2 separate regions of the Gasterosteus aculeatus genome follow, and region 1 is linked to region 2. The links are chromatin contacts, called in public Hi-C maps. All regions are on one chromosome and are shown on one strand. Each heading gives the region's core, a stretch centred on a gene start, on an enhancer-like site or on the middle of the called end of the contact. The rest is flanking DNA. Distances are from core to core; before and after follow the strand shown. Region 1 overlaps prkcaa (protein kinase C, alpha, a). Region 2 overlaps prkcaa (protein kinase C, alpha, a).

Region 1 (6,354 bases), core at 3,699-6,198, 45 kb before region 2:
GGTAAGCCTTCCGCCTCCCGCCTCTCCAGCGCGCCCCCGCCGCCTGTTGCTGGTCGGCAACATCAGCCCAGTACGCGCGACGATGTGACACAACTTCACGCTGACTTCCCCCCCTTCCTAATCCTGCAACACACACACCTCTCTTCCCGCAGACGTCTGGTTTTTGTTCTTCTAGTGGACTTTTACTGCAGGATTTAGGAGAATCGTGTGCAAGCACCGCCATATGGGAGGAGTTATTCTGCTGTTTATGTTATTAGTGCTGCACTGGCAAAATAGTATATAATAATAGTAGTAGTAGTAGATAATAATAGTTTAAGGCATAGCAAGCGTTTTTGAATACTAATCCTAAAAGCAGCCTTCTAAGCAGCCATTTTTCATCTCTGTGAGACTAAGTGGCCCCAGTGACTCCCAGACCTTCGCTGACCCTCCCTTTTTATTGAGATCACCAAGAATGAACACAAACAACAATGAGCGCCTCTCTGCTTCAGCTCCTATGCGTCAGTCTCCAGAGGAAACTACGTGACAAAATGTCAAAGCACCCTTTTTTTTGTTGTTGTCTTCCTCCACCAAGTTTCTGCCGGCTGTCTGCGGATGACGAATAGCTTTCACCACCCTGCCCCCCCCCCCCCCCCCCAGTCGTGCTGTTACAGCCTTCCATCCTCTGTGCTTTCCCCTTTATTGTTTTATTTTTTGGGGGGGGTGGCTGGCTCTCTGGCTGGACTTCAAGGAGACATTCTCCAGGTTTGCTGGCACTGAGGGCCACTTTGGAGAAGAACTCCACTCCAGGGGAAGTGCTCGGCATATGTCGCATGTGGTGTTCAGTTGAAGGTGTCTCCCTTCGTGCTGCAGTTCTTTCCACTGGTGACTCAGTGCAACAGGAGAGCAGGCAGTTTACGCGCAGGCCTTTAATGTCGGGCCCGTTGGTTGTTTTACAGCTCGACCTGCAACCCTGACGCGACAACAAACGCTCCACACGCCACCGGGGAGCATAAGTTTGCCGGCAAATTATCGTTGAGACGAAAATGGTTTTTGAAACATACATTTTATTGCAAAGGTGACAGGAAATGCCACGAAAAATGTTCATTGGTAGAAGCACATTATGACCCCCCCCCTCCTCAGTATGTGGTATGAATGAATCACTGAGTGTTTTTTCCTGTGTATGTGAGCGAGAACAAGACAAAACAACCATTTAATTCGGTCTTCTCTCTTTCCACAGGGGGTTTGGGAAACAAGGATTCCAGTGCCAAGGTAAATGCAAGATTGACACGTGACCCATTCAGGTGTAATGAGGCGCTGACCTCGCACGTCCGTGTGTGTGTGTGTGTGTGTGTGTGTGGTTGAGAGACACGTACAGGGTGTTACGCGTAGGCATGTGGCTGCTTCGCTCCTTCCTGAGATAAGTCTGGCCTATAGCTGCTGACTGTTGGAATGTCTGCCACACGAAGCGCTTCTGAGCCCTCTAGATTTGTTTGTCTTTTTGCAAGCTCGGCGTTATTTGCTTACCCACAGCCAGGCCAGCGTTATTGTGGCCGAGGCGTTTGTGAATCAGGTGCCCCGTAAAGGAAGTGGTTCTGGAGCAACATGATTCATTTTTTTGTGTTTTTACTGCTGTCTGCTCATGGGCTCGTCTTCTTTTGAGCTTTTTGCTCGGCGCTGACGTCCATTTGAAATGTTAATGAACACCGTGGTGATTGGAATTGAATGTGCCGTTTAGCAGTTCATCTATCAACAAACAGCCTCATTTTTGACACCTCATTGCGGGATTACGGACTCTTCTGGATCCCGGAGCCCGATTTCCCATCGACCTGCCACGCCGGGCTTCAGCATGCATCAACTCTCAGAATTCCTCACCTAATGTGGAAACGTTGGGCCTTGCCAAAGTGCGACTCTGATGCATGCTGAGTGCCCAGGTAACGGGGCAGACGGTGTGAAGCTGATGTTCCACTGACAATCTTTCATGTTCTTTAATGTGTTCCAGACCGTTGCCTTCGGCCGCGGTCGCCTCTGATCTGGGTTTCAGGTTTTTCAGTTAACTAAAAACACACCTCAGCTGACTGCACCTGGACTAGGTAGCACTGTATTAGCACTTACGGTAATTCTGGGCCTGTTCCCTCTTGCTTGAATGCACTTAAGTCGCTTTGGATAAAAGCGTGCAAAAGGTAAGTTGAATATTTGATCACTTTGCTCTGCTGGCTGCGTGCAGAGAGTTGACGCTGTGTCACATGACTTGATTGGGAAAACCTCCTCTGGATGCATCGTTCCTTGCACACAGTAGAGTCACTCTCTCTCTCTCTCTGTAGAAGACATAAACACTTCACAGGGCGTTTGACGTCGAGGGATCCGGAGCGCCTCCCTTGAGAGCGTGGAAGAGACGCGCGCTAATCCTCGCAGCGATGCGTTCAGGCGCCTCGTAGTGCCCTCGGTGCTTGGGAAGTGTTCACTTCATAGGATCGCTTCCACTGCCTGCTACAAAGCCCCCCAACACCTGCCCCACGGCGACATCTCCTACTGCCGGCTGCTCGCTTAATATTTGTGAGAAAGCGTCCTGCGTAGAATGATTCGGTCCAGGGTGTCGGGGCGTTGACAGCCTGGCATGTCTGCGGCCCCCCCCCCCCCCCCGGCCCCCCTTGCTCAGCTTCAGCAGCGACTCGCTGTTTTCACCTTTGCCCTCTTTGTTTGCAGCGTTTCATACGTAGTAGATGGAATGATTAGAAAAACGTCCGGGGGAGAGGAGGGGGGGTGTGGGGGGGTGGGCAACGGGCAAATGGTGCTGTGCAGGTTTTTCTTGTATTTAAAACGAACCACTCATTCTTCTTCTGCTATAAATAGTGTTTAATAACTAATGCGTGCCTCATGAAGGTGAAGGTAATTGGTTATTAAGGTCATTGGTTACACTGCGGCTATTCAAAGAGAGAAAGCCCCCCCCGCCCCCCGCCCCCCACACACACTTTATAATATCTGTTCAGCCATCAATTATTCAACTTAAGCTTCTAGAAAATGAGGGTCGAGGGCTCCAGCAGAGCCTGCGAGCCTCTCAGTCACTACTTGAAGTGACAAAGTAATAAAACCGGAGATTGGCATTTCTCTAACAAGAGTGACATTTCATTTTCAGCCCTGCAAATGTCTCTTTTCTCAGCGTAATGTGGGCGGCACAGTACCCGTGTACAAGTCCGGACACAAACTGGTTTTCATTGAATTGAACGAAAAGAAAGACTTTTGAGTGGTACTAGAAGCAGATAGGAAGTGAGATATTAAACCCACTTCGTAAAGAAAAGTAATATCTTTGTTGTTTGGATTATTCTTTGACAAATATATGTCGATTTGATTATTTTGTCATTTTATTGACCAAATTACGATGAATGTAGAAAGTAATTGGCTAATTCATCAATGAGAAAAAGAGTTGTTACATTGTGCAACACGTTAGGTTTATTGTTCTGAACATCTTGCATCTTGATGCAAGCAGGAAAAAAATAAATCTCAATCCTCAAGTGACACTCGTAATGAAACATTAGAGCAAAGTCTATTTTGGGGAGAGTTAAATGTTGTGGAAACAAAATCCTGCCGGCTGTCTAGATGCTATCTGCATTGTGCGCTGTCTGTACGTCTTCACATGGCTACTTCTCCTGTGGCTCTTTTTCTCTGGCCTGCTGCGTCGGTGCAGCCTGGTATCTCAAATGAGTTTAGTCAACATCATGATGCAGCCGGGCAACCCGTACGCATTCACTGTTTTTCATACCGGCTGTCGGTTGGTATTGTTCTTCTCTGGTTTCTGACTGTGTAATCCCGTCCTGCAGCCTCGCCTTCGTTCAGTCAAAGCCGCCGCCCCCCCCCTGTCGCCCACTGAGCATCCCTGCTTAAATGTGTGGCGGTCAAGTATTCTTATTCAAGCTCCTATTGAAAGGAGCGTCCGTGTAATGTTCATTCCTTGCTCCAGGTGGTCGAGCTAATCTCAGATTTCTGCCACCAGGTGACTTTTCGATACAGCGCGTCGTCGGTATCATGAGAACTTGGTGCCCTTCCACCCGCGCGGTCGATCCTATTTCAGATTTGATCAGTCAGGGGTTTTTGAGAAGTGTGAAGCAGGAAATGTTCATTTCAACCTGGTTTATACTTAGCTGTACTCTGTGGCATGGGTTACAAAAATTGGGTGGCGCACGACAAGGAGCTGCGGACACTTTTAAAGCGATGACGTCATTTGCTGCTCGTGTAAAAGTGTCTGAGGTAAATTCCTCTTAGAACACATATTGGAGGCTTCACAGACTGTTCACACACTGTTTTTCTTCTGGTTATTCTAAGTGAAATAATATTACAACGGTGCCCACGTTTAATTTTCTGCTCCATATGCTGCTCGTAACAGGTTATTTGTGTCGATCGGCGGGTTTCTTGAGAAATGCCTCTGATTTCCACATTGCATCGGATGTTTATTGCTGGATTACAGACAACTGACTTTCCCCACAAGACTTTCCAAAGATGAAAAGGGGAAGCTAATGGGTATTTCCGAGATGTCCCCTCAATAGCTGGTTTCTTTACCCCTGTTGTAGCCTGCTGGCTATACGCAGTTGGACCAGTTGTCAGAGAGAATCCATGAAAGCAGCCCGGCCTATTTGGTCCTTTTGATAGTTAGTGGTCTTTGACTCTGATATACAAATGATAGCGGCTACAAATCCTTTCGGAAATTTTCCTGCCATGTATACGGGAGTTTGACAAGGGCAACAAAGTAGAACAAAGGTCAGCATAAACATTTACCTATTATGCGTACAGACATAAATCTGTAGACCAATAACATATGAAATGGAGATACAAGGGCAAGGATGCTTGAATAAATATGCACACAGATTTGTTTCTGACACGGTGTGTTCACCAGGGGGGCGGCCCGGGGAAAGAAGCTGTTCCGGTGTGTGTGTGTGTGTGTGTGTGTGTGGTTGTTGTGTCTTTCACAGGGGAGGAGCGAGTCCCGCTTGTGTCCGCAGCGCGATGGCTCTGCACTGATGTTTTCCTCATCCGGCAGATCCCATCAGTACACAGTGTCTTTGTTTAACCCGTGCTGTTCAGTGTTTGGACAGTACGGGGAGCATCCTAGTACACATCCGCCACCCCGTCATGCCAGTAGGGCCCGTGTTGACAGGCCGTGGAAAGGTAAACTCCTGAGTTTCCATGTCGACGGGCTCTTTCTGCTCCTGCGTGAGAGGCCTGGTTGTAATGCAGACTACGGTGGTCAGTGGCCAGAAACACGACGCACATTGTGCGCACTTAAAGTGTTGTACCGGCGACCTGCGCATTTTTGATGAATGAAGACGTTGAGGCCCAACCAGCAGCCGACATCCGACGGCGCCGCGGCTACGGCTCGGCAGATATGTTGGTCCTGCGGACGGTGATACATTGGTTCGTGCTTTTACTCCTCCAGAGGGGTCACCCGGCGGGCAATAAACTCCATCTTTTCGTGAGGGTTAATTACAAATCAGCCTCGGGCTGCTTTTACGGTGAAATAACTGTAAGTAGCGTCTCTCTGAGGTTCAGTAGCCGAGCAGTCTTGTGTGGATCCCAGGAGGATTAGTGGCCGCTAAGGCGTCAGTGAATCAACAAATGACCAAAGCTGCTTGCATTAGACAACGGTAATACTCAAATAGATTGAATTACCACAGCTTATTTTTGTCCTTAGTTTCTTCCATCCAATGGAGCGCAATTCTATTCATTTGGTGGTTTAATAGCAGCGACCAGAAAACGGGCAACGATTAAAACCCCCAGTGATTCAACTTTGAAGTCCTAATCCAAAGGGACTCGTTAGGACTTCCATAAGTGCCACTGCAGGTTCTGGGCTCGCTAAAAAGGAATTTAAATCCCACAATTAGAGGCTCTCCCAGAGAAAGCTTTTCTGTTTGCACTATATGTGTTATATATATATTATTTATTTTCCCACACAACTTTGGGGAAGTGATTTTTTGTTACAGTTTCAACCATGAAAGCCTTAAAAAACAATTACCACGCTGTTATTTGGCCTCCAAGAACTGATTGTGGGATGGGACGGGACATGAAAGCCCTGTTGACTGTGGTCCCGGGATTCTCATAAGCCCTATAGACTGAAAGACCGGTCACTCTTCTGCATCTGTTGCTTTGTCTCCGCCACCTAAGAGGCCGACCGGCCTGGCCTTTGTTTATGCCTTCCTCTCTGATGTAAGTGTACTTGGAAAAAGGAAGCAGATGAAACAGATGCTAACCGCTTTGATGCAAACAGCTGAATTTTGTTCTTCCAATCTCCAAATCTGGTCTTTCCATTCCTCCTCCTCTCCGCTGTCTTTTTCTTGCATGTTTCTCCGTCTATGTAATTTCTTCTGCTCAGAGTAAGAAAACTGCCCT
Region 2 (6,509 bases), core at 1,252-3,751:
GCTTAATTCAGTTAGGGTTAGGTGATGAGAGTCACCTTTAAATACGGTATTGCTATCATTAGCCCCTTTGTGGGCAGCTCACTCAAATGACATTTGAATTGTTGATCTCTAGCAAATTCTGATCAGTGCATGGATGTACAGTCAATGGCTGCCCTCACTCAGCTGTATGACGTACCAGTATGTGCAATAACAAGTGGTCACCTTTAGTCTACACATAGCAGCCTTCAGTCACAGGGGAAGTGAAGCCTTAAAGAAAATACTGGTTGTCTCAACACATCTTTTCTTCAGAAATATATCATTCATCCCATTTATTTTCTTAATTGACAGAGGCAGAGTCCCATGGGCTGCAGGGCTGATGATATTTATATACTCTGGGATCCTAATGAACACTAACAGATCTTGTGTCTCTCTTGCTAATGGTCTGTGACATGCCTTTCTGAAATGTGGTTCGATCAAGGCTTTTCTTGGGGGGGAGACGATGCAGAAGGGTGTAAGTGCTTACATATTGTGTGTGTGTGTGTGTGTGTGTGTGTGTGTGTGTGTGTGTGTGTGTGTGTGTGTGTGTAGAGGATGGGTGTGGCCCCTGGCAGCTGCTGTATCACTTGCTGGTGAAAAGCTTCCCACTGGAGAAGACTTTAGCGGTTGACCTAAAACACAATATTGACCTTTTAGCACTCACGCAGTGCTTCACATGGCCGTACCGTTTTGTTTCATGAAATCTTCTCAAGCACCAAAATAGGGTTTGTTCAGGCTGCATAGAAACAGGTACCAGCCATTTCACATTCAGGGGACATCAGCCAGAAGCACATTTTCTCAGCTCAGCGGTATCGCAGACAGCATCCTCAGTGTATCTGTTTACACACGAGTTGTAAAGGTAAATCGTTCGCAGGATACTGGATGCAAAAAGCTCTTTTTGACATTTTTATTGTAATCGGAACAACCAGGCACAACGCATAGCGGCATTGTTCTCCCACTGATGTTTTCTTGACCGGAAGGAGCCGTTCACAAGCTCCCACCCGCTGTGGCTCGCCTGACTGCGTGTCAGGGAGTCACCAACCTGCTGTTTTTGCAGTGTGGTAGGAACTGGTATTACACGCAAAGACACACGCACGCCCACAAAACCACAAAGATCTTACGAATATATTCTGCATATACACACACACACACACACACAGAAACACGCAGAGATTTGCAGTGCACCGAAGTCACACAATTTAGTTTCCAAAGTATAAACACACACACAAACATTCCATCCGTCCCTCAGAGGTTTGTTTACAGCAAGTATCTTGCAGCTCCAAGTATTACTGATGACCAACGCATGGGAGAGTTGGAGCCGCTCTTGACCTCAAAGTGACTCGGTGTCACAGTTGCTGCTGGACAAGAGTTTGCCCTCAGCAGCGCCCGCCGGCGAGCCGCCGGGCCTCGTCATCTGTGCCACTCGTCATCTGTGCCACTCGTCCATCAAGTGTCAAAGGCACCATCGGGTGTGCACGTTTATCATTGAATCAAGATAAACCTCCTGGGATCTTACACTGTTTTGTGACAGTATCTTATCTTGTTATTGTTATCATGCGTATCTATCATGTGACACATTTACATGGGTGGAGTGTGGCCGAAAGTTCAGAGCGAACTAAGGTCTTTGTCTTGGTATTGTTTTGTTAAAGATCCAAGGCCATGTGCTACAACTGTCCTGCATGTCAGTGCGCACAAAAGTGCTTGAGACAAAAGCTCGAGAGGATCTGGAGTCTAAACTTGACCTCGTCTGAAGCTGAACCGTCGCCAGAACCCCAGAAATAGAATGATACAAGTTACAAACAGGCCACCCAGCTCCTGTCCTTCTGTATCTCATGAGACGCAGAGCTGTCTTGTGTTTGTTACTCATCACCGGGTGAATAGTTGTACCTGCATTGACACAGACAAGGATAAAAAGCAAACAACAGTTGGTCACAACCTGGAAAGTGTTTCTCTTGCAGTGCTTCCAACATGTTGCCCGTTGACTGAAGCAGCTCAAAAGCTCGGGAGTTGCCTGCAGTATTGAGCAAACATTGTGCTGAAACTGTTTGAGGAAATTCAGTCTCACTTTAACAGTGAGGAGATCATTTATCAACCATACCTCTGTGATGATTGATCCAACTGATTACTGCAGGAATGGTTTACACTATAACAAAATGTACAGAATAATGTATTTTATTGTCTGGCGAGGATTTATTACCCTCCTCAATGACATTTTTTTTGTTGACCTTGACCTTTGATGATTTGAAGGAAGGCTGACCAACCGCATTAATCTCTAACTAGATCATCAATTACGTCTACTGCTTCACGTCTATTTCTGACCAACTGCCACTGTTGTCCACATTGTATTTCAGACCTGACTTCTGAGAATAGAAGTAGTGAGTTTGCCTATAGTACTTCTACACTGGATCGCTGGTTACCTCTGGGGCAGCACCTCGGTTCATATTAAATATAAATATCCCTCCTTCTCTCTTCCCATGAAGCTCTTTGAACACCAACTCCCTTTCACCCCAGGCTGAACAGTATGTTCGCCGAATGCGTGTTCATTCTTGTGTTCAGTGTTACTCCTCCAGTCCAAAATTCAAACCCCCCAAAACAGGCATGGTAACTTTTATTGCGTTTTTCTGCAATGAAAACCGCAGAGGGTAGAGTTGAACAGCCAAGCCAATGCCCCTGTCTGCTGGCTCATTAAAGTTAAAAAAAGGCTCTGCCAAGACTGTCTTATAAATAACTTTCAAGTCCTTTTAATTATTAAGCGTCTGGCAAAAAGCGCCGACGTCTAAAAAAAGCCAATTTATTTATGTAACACGGCCGAATCAACGGCAGTTTTGAAAGGCAACAGTAGGTTGTGCAGTCATCTTCCAGCCGATGTGACGGCTGTGAAGAACCCCCTGGTGCTCCGCTGACCTTATGGATGTCACTCACAGCACTAATGTGCGTGGCGATGCTAATGAAGCAAATGAACATGTCTCTGCAGTGTGCGTGTGTGCGTGGGTGGCGGATCACCTTGCTTGGAGCTCAATTTGCTCCAGCTGTGCAAAGGCAAACAGGAGGTTTTGTTCAAAGAGCTTTTAACGGAGTTCAGTCAAGTCTCCTGCTGTGCTTTTCTTTAAATGGTCCATTTAAGTAAACTACGCCAATGGAACGGAAATAAGCATCTTCTTGAATTATATTTTTAAGAGCTTTGGGTTGTTGATAAGCTTCTCTTGTGTTTACGGTTTTCACTTGCAACGTCGCAAATGCTCTCGCTGGTGACTGACAAAACAAAAAAAAGGTATTATGAATTGTACAGTTGAAAATGATCATTCATCAATGTTCACATTAGGATGCGTTTGTGTGCATTTGCTCAAAGGAAATGGGTCTAATTTGCAGCAGGGGGCTCACAAAAGCCGACTCGCACCAGCGGGGGATAAGGATGCTGTTATTAAGTGGGGGCAACATACGGGGTGTCTGCATCAGCAGCTCCCTTGTTACTGGCACACGTGCTTGAGTACAACTTCAAACACAAGGTTCCTGTGTTCTTGACATTTTAGCAGAGTTGACTGACAGCCATTATTGAAGGGATGCAATGCAACTGGATGCAAAGTGTGGTATTATGGGATAATAGTGTACAAAGGTGGCTTAGCCTGCCTCAAGTTTTACTTTATTCAGAGATTTTGGATTATTTAATTGGATTAAGTTCCAATTACTTCAGATGTTACCTGAACTGTGTTAACTTGAAACGTTAATCAAATACACGCTGGATGAGATTAGATCCTTTAAAAATAGAAAAAATTGTCACTGTGTTTGACATATTTTGGTTTTATTTCAGAAATCAAACTTAAATTGCAGTGTTGTTTGTGCTGACTGGACTTGAATGATTGACCTAATTTTGGAACTGATTTCCATTTAGAATGGAAACGGTTTACAAAATATTTTGATTCATACCCGATTGACTTTGTAAGCACTTTTCCAGCTATGCAAATTCTACTCACGTGTCAGAAATAACTCAATTGACAGCTTGTATAGATGGAGTAGATGTGGACCCAGCGTAGACCCTTGAGGTTCACCGTACTGGATTCAATAATGACAATACAACATACCACACCAAGTTTGTCAGAGAAGCTCAATAGAAAAGCACTTTGATGGATAGAATACATTTTTACAGAATCAGCCAAAAGGGAAACTGGGGCAGAAGAAATGTCAGCTATTATCTTCATCTCCGCTTGCAGACAGATGTGTTAACAGATACAACACGGCAAGGAAAACCCCCTGTGAGCTGTGGTGGCAGCCTGGCCTCCCTCCCAGCACTCAGCAGCTTAGTGAAAGGCCAAGAGGAATCAGGGTGGTGATTTGTACGCTAAAAATAGTAACCTTGCATAGCCCAACACCTCATGTCTGGAGAAGTGATAGCTCCATTTTGTTGTCTTCAAAGCCTTACCTTAGTAACCACAGTCCTGGAGCTGCGGTCTAAAACAAGGACAACCAGCAGCATGATTTGTGCCCCTGTGTCAAGCGGGAGTCAAGTGATGGCTAGATGCTGTTGATGGGGTCATTCCATCTCTAATTTGCACGCCGCAATGCTTTATCATCAATGGACCTGCGCGGGTCCATCCGTCGGAGACTGTGACGAGGGCGAGGGCCACCATTTTTGTAGCACAGTTGGGTTTGACGGAAGAAGGTAAATGTAATTACCATGATGTAAGATATAATTAGAAGTTGACAGCAGTGAGGAGATTGGGTGACACAATGAAACAGAGGCCATGGCTGGTCATTAGTATCTTGTGAAAGGGTTTGCACAATGACTCGTAACTGTACATATTCAGGAAATATCTAACACAAGCAATAGATACTATAAAACCGCCCTGGGGAGCCTGTCCAAGTGGTTCTGCATGTATGTGTCTGTGATAGTGCAAAGACACACACATAAGCAGGTTAACCACAAGAGAGGATGAATCCCAAACTACTACAGTGAGGAGCCATTGCCACCTTCATTTTAAATGTCAACTCTCCGTGGGGGGTGCTGGGTAAAAGTGGGGTAAGATAACCCACACGGGAGTTTAGTTTTAGTGATGTCTGATGCCTGATATTAAGGAAATTGTTCACCTTCAAGCGTCACTGGTACAATCTTTTTCTCCGCCCCGTACTGACGATGGATGTCAAAGAGACAAGCGAATGAAGGAAATGAAAAAGATGAAGTGACAATTGGTGCGTCACACTCTCTCTCTCTCTGTGTCGGTCTGTCTGTGTCTCTGGCTGCAAATGTCACACCAGGTGGATCTCTTTTGACTCTGCGGGAGGCCGCTTGGTTGTATTAGCGACCAGCCTCTTTGATGATTGCTACACTTGAGTCATTCCAAAGTCTTCCATACAATAAGACCCCAAAATAGAACCGTCAATGTGGTCCATTTTTCTAACCCTCTAGAGCAGTGGTCCCCAACCACCGGGCCGCGTTTGGTACCGGGCCGCACCACAGAAAGTATTTTTTATTTTTTCTTCAGAAAAATGTTTTATTTTGAAAATTGACCGGCTTTTCTACTAATTATATGCGCTCGTCCCTCTGACATATTCCCCTCGCGTCACCAGGCGTTTTTCTTCACGTTTACAATTGTCCTCTTACCAGTTTCGCCCACCAGCGAACACAGAGCGTGCGACTACTACAGCCCCCCCCCCTCACGTTATTCCGCGGACCTTCTCGACCGGTCCGCGAAATATTGTCTGACATGAAAACGGTCCGTGAGGTAAAAAAGGTTGGGGACCACTGCTCGAGAGTACACTGCAGCCTTAGTTTAAAGTGAAGTGAGAGCAGCGTCTGTTGGAAGACGTGAAAGAGGCCACAGTCTTTTAGGCATTAGGCACAGGCATTTAGGTGTTCGTCCTGCCCAGATCACATACGTGTACTGTATTTGCAGGTTTCTAATTGGCTTTGTATAGTGTGAAAGTGAATGAAAAACACTTCTCATAACGAAAGTGTTTCTGTGAAAGGAGAGCGGCTTAAAGAAAATACGATGACGCAGAGCGTCGCGGCATCATATGATAATTCCATGCAAAGTCCATAGGTAGAATGATAGATATGCAATGTGATTACTGATCTGCTGCATACTCACAGTTACAGTAACATGGTTTATGGTGTGCTTGTACACCTGCTGACCGTCTTCTCTTTGTCCTGCTGCAGCGCTATATACTTAATGTTCAAATGTACTCGTACTGAGATTAGTCCTTAAATGGCTTGGAGCGAGAAACAGAGAAAAGTTGAACACTTGGACTGATTTTACCTCAAATGACCCCACGTTCATATCTCTGATTATGGGTTATTTCAAGAGAACAGTGCAGGCCTTAGTTTACACGTAGTTCAAGTCTTTCCGGTGACCTGAATGTTTTTCTAGAACTCAAAACGCCTTTTCATATTGTGCGCAGGTTGGATGTTGTTATGAGCTAAATGTGTTACACTGCATCAGCGTCACAACCCATGTGGGATTTCCATTTCCCCACTAATTATACTTCTGGACTTTAACTCA

Evidence for each region. A called contact is a pair of places that touch in the nucleus more often than the background predicts.
Region 1: a Hi-C map of liver shows a contact between it and region 2, with 2.7 times the contacts expected there. The contact joins two enhancer-like sites. A contact is called at or near these places in 3 of 6 Hi-C or Micro-C datasets (blood and trunk muscle, liver and whole body).

What each region holds. Positions count from the first base shown.
Region 1 is chr9:10,613,420-10,619,773 of fGasAcu3.hap1.1, reverse strand. prkcaa (protein kinase C, alpha, a) reads left to right here. Exons shown (of 17, transcript XM_040186977.2): 1 at 1; 2 at 1,217-1,248. Among protein-coding and RNA genes, the nearest start is that of prkcaa, 3.6 kb to the left of the region's middle. Within about 2 kb of position 4,948, at least 4 of the 9 cell types and tissues checked have open chromatin away from gene starts, as enhancers often do.
Region 2 is chr9:10,566,218-10,572,726 of fGasAcu3.hap1.1, reverse strand. The region is part of intron 3 of prkcaa (protein kinase C, alpha, a); the gene reads left to right. Among protein-coding and RNA genes, the nearest start is that of prkcaa, 51 kb to the left of the region's middle. Within about 2 kb of position 2,501, at least 1 of the 9 cell types and tissues checked has open chromatin away from gene starts, as enhancers often do.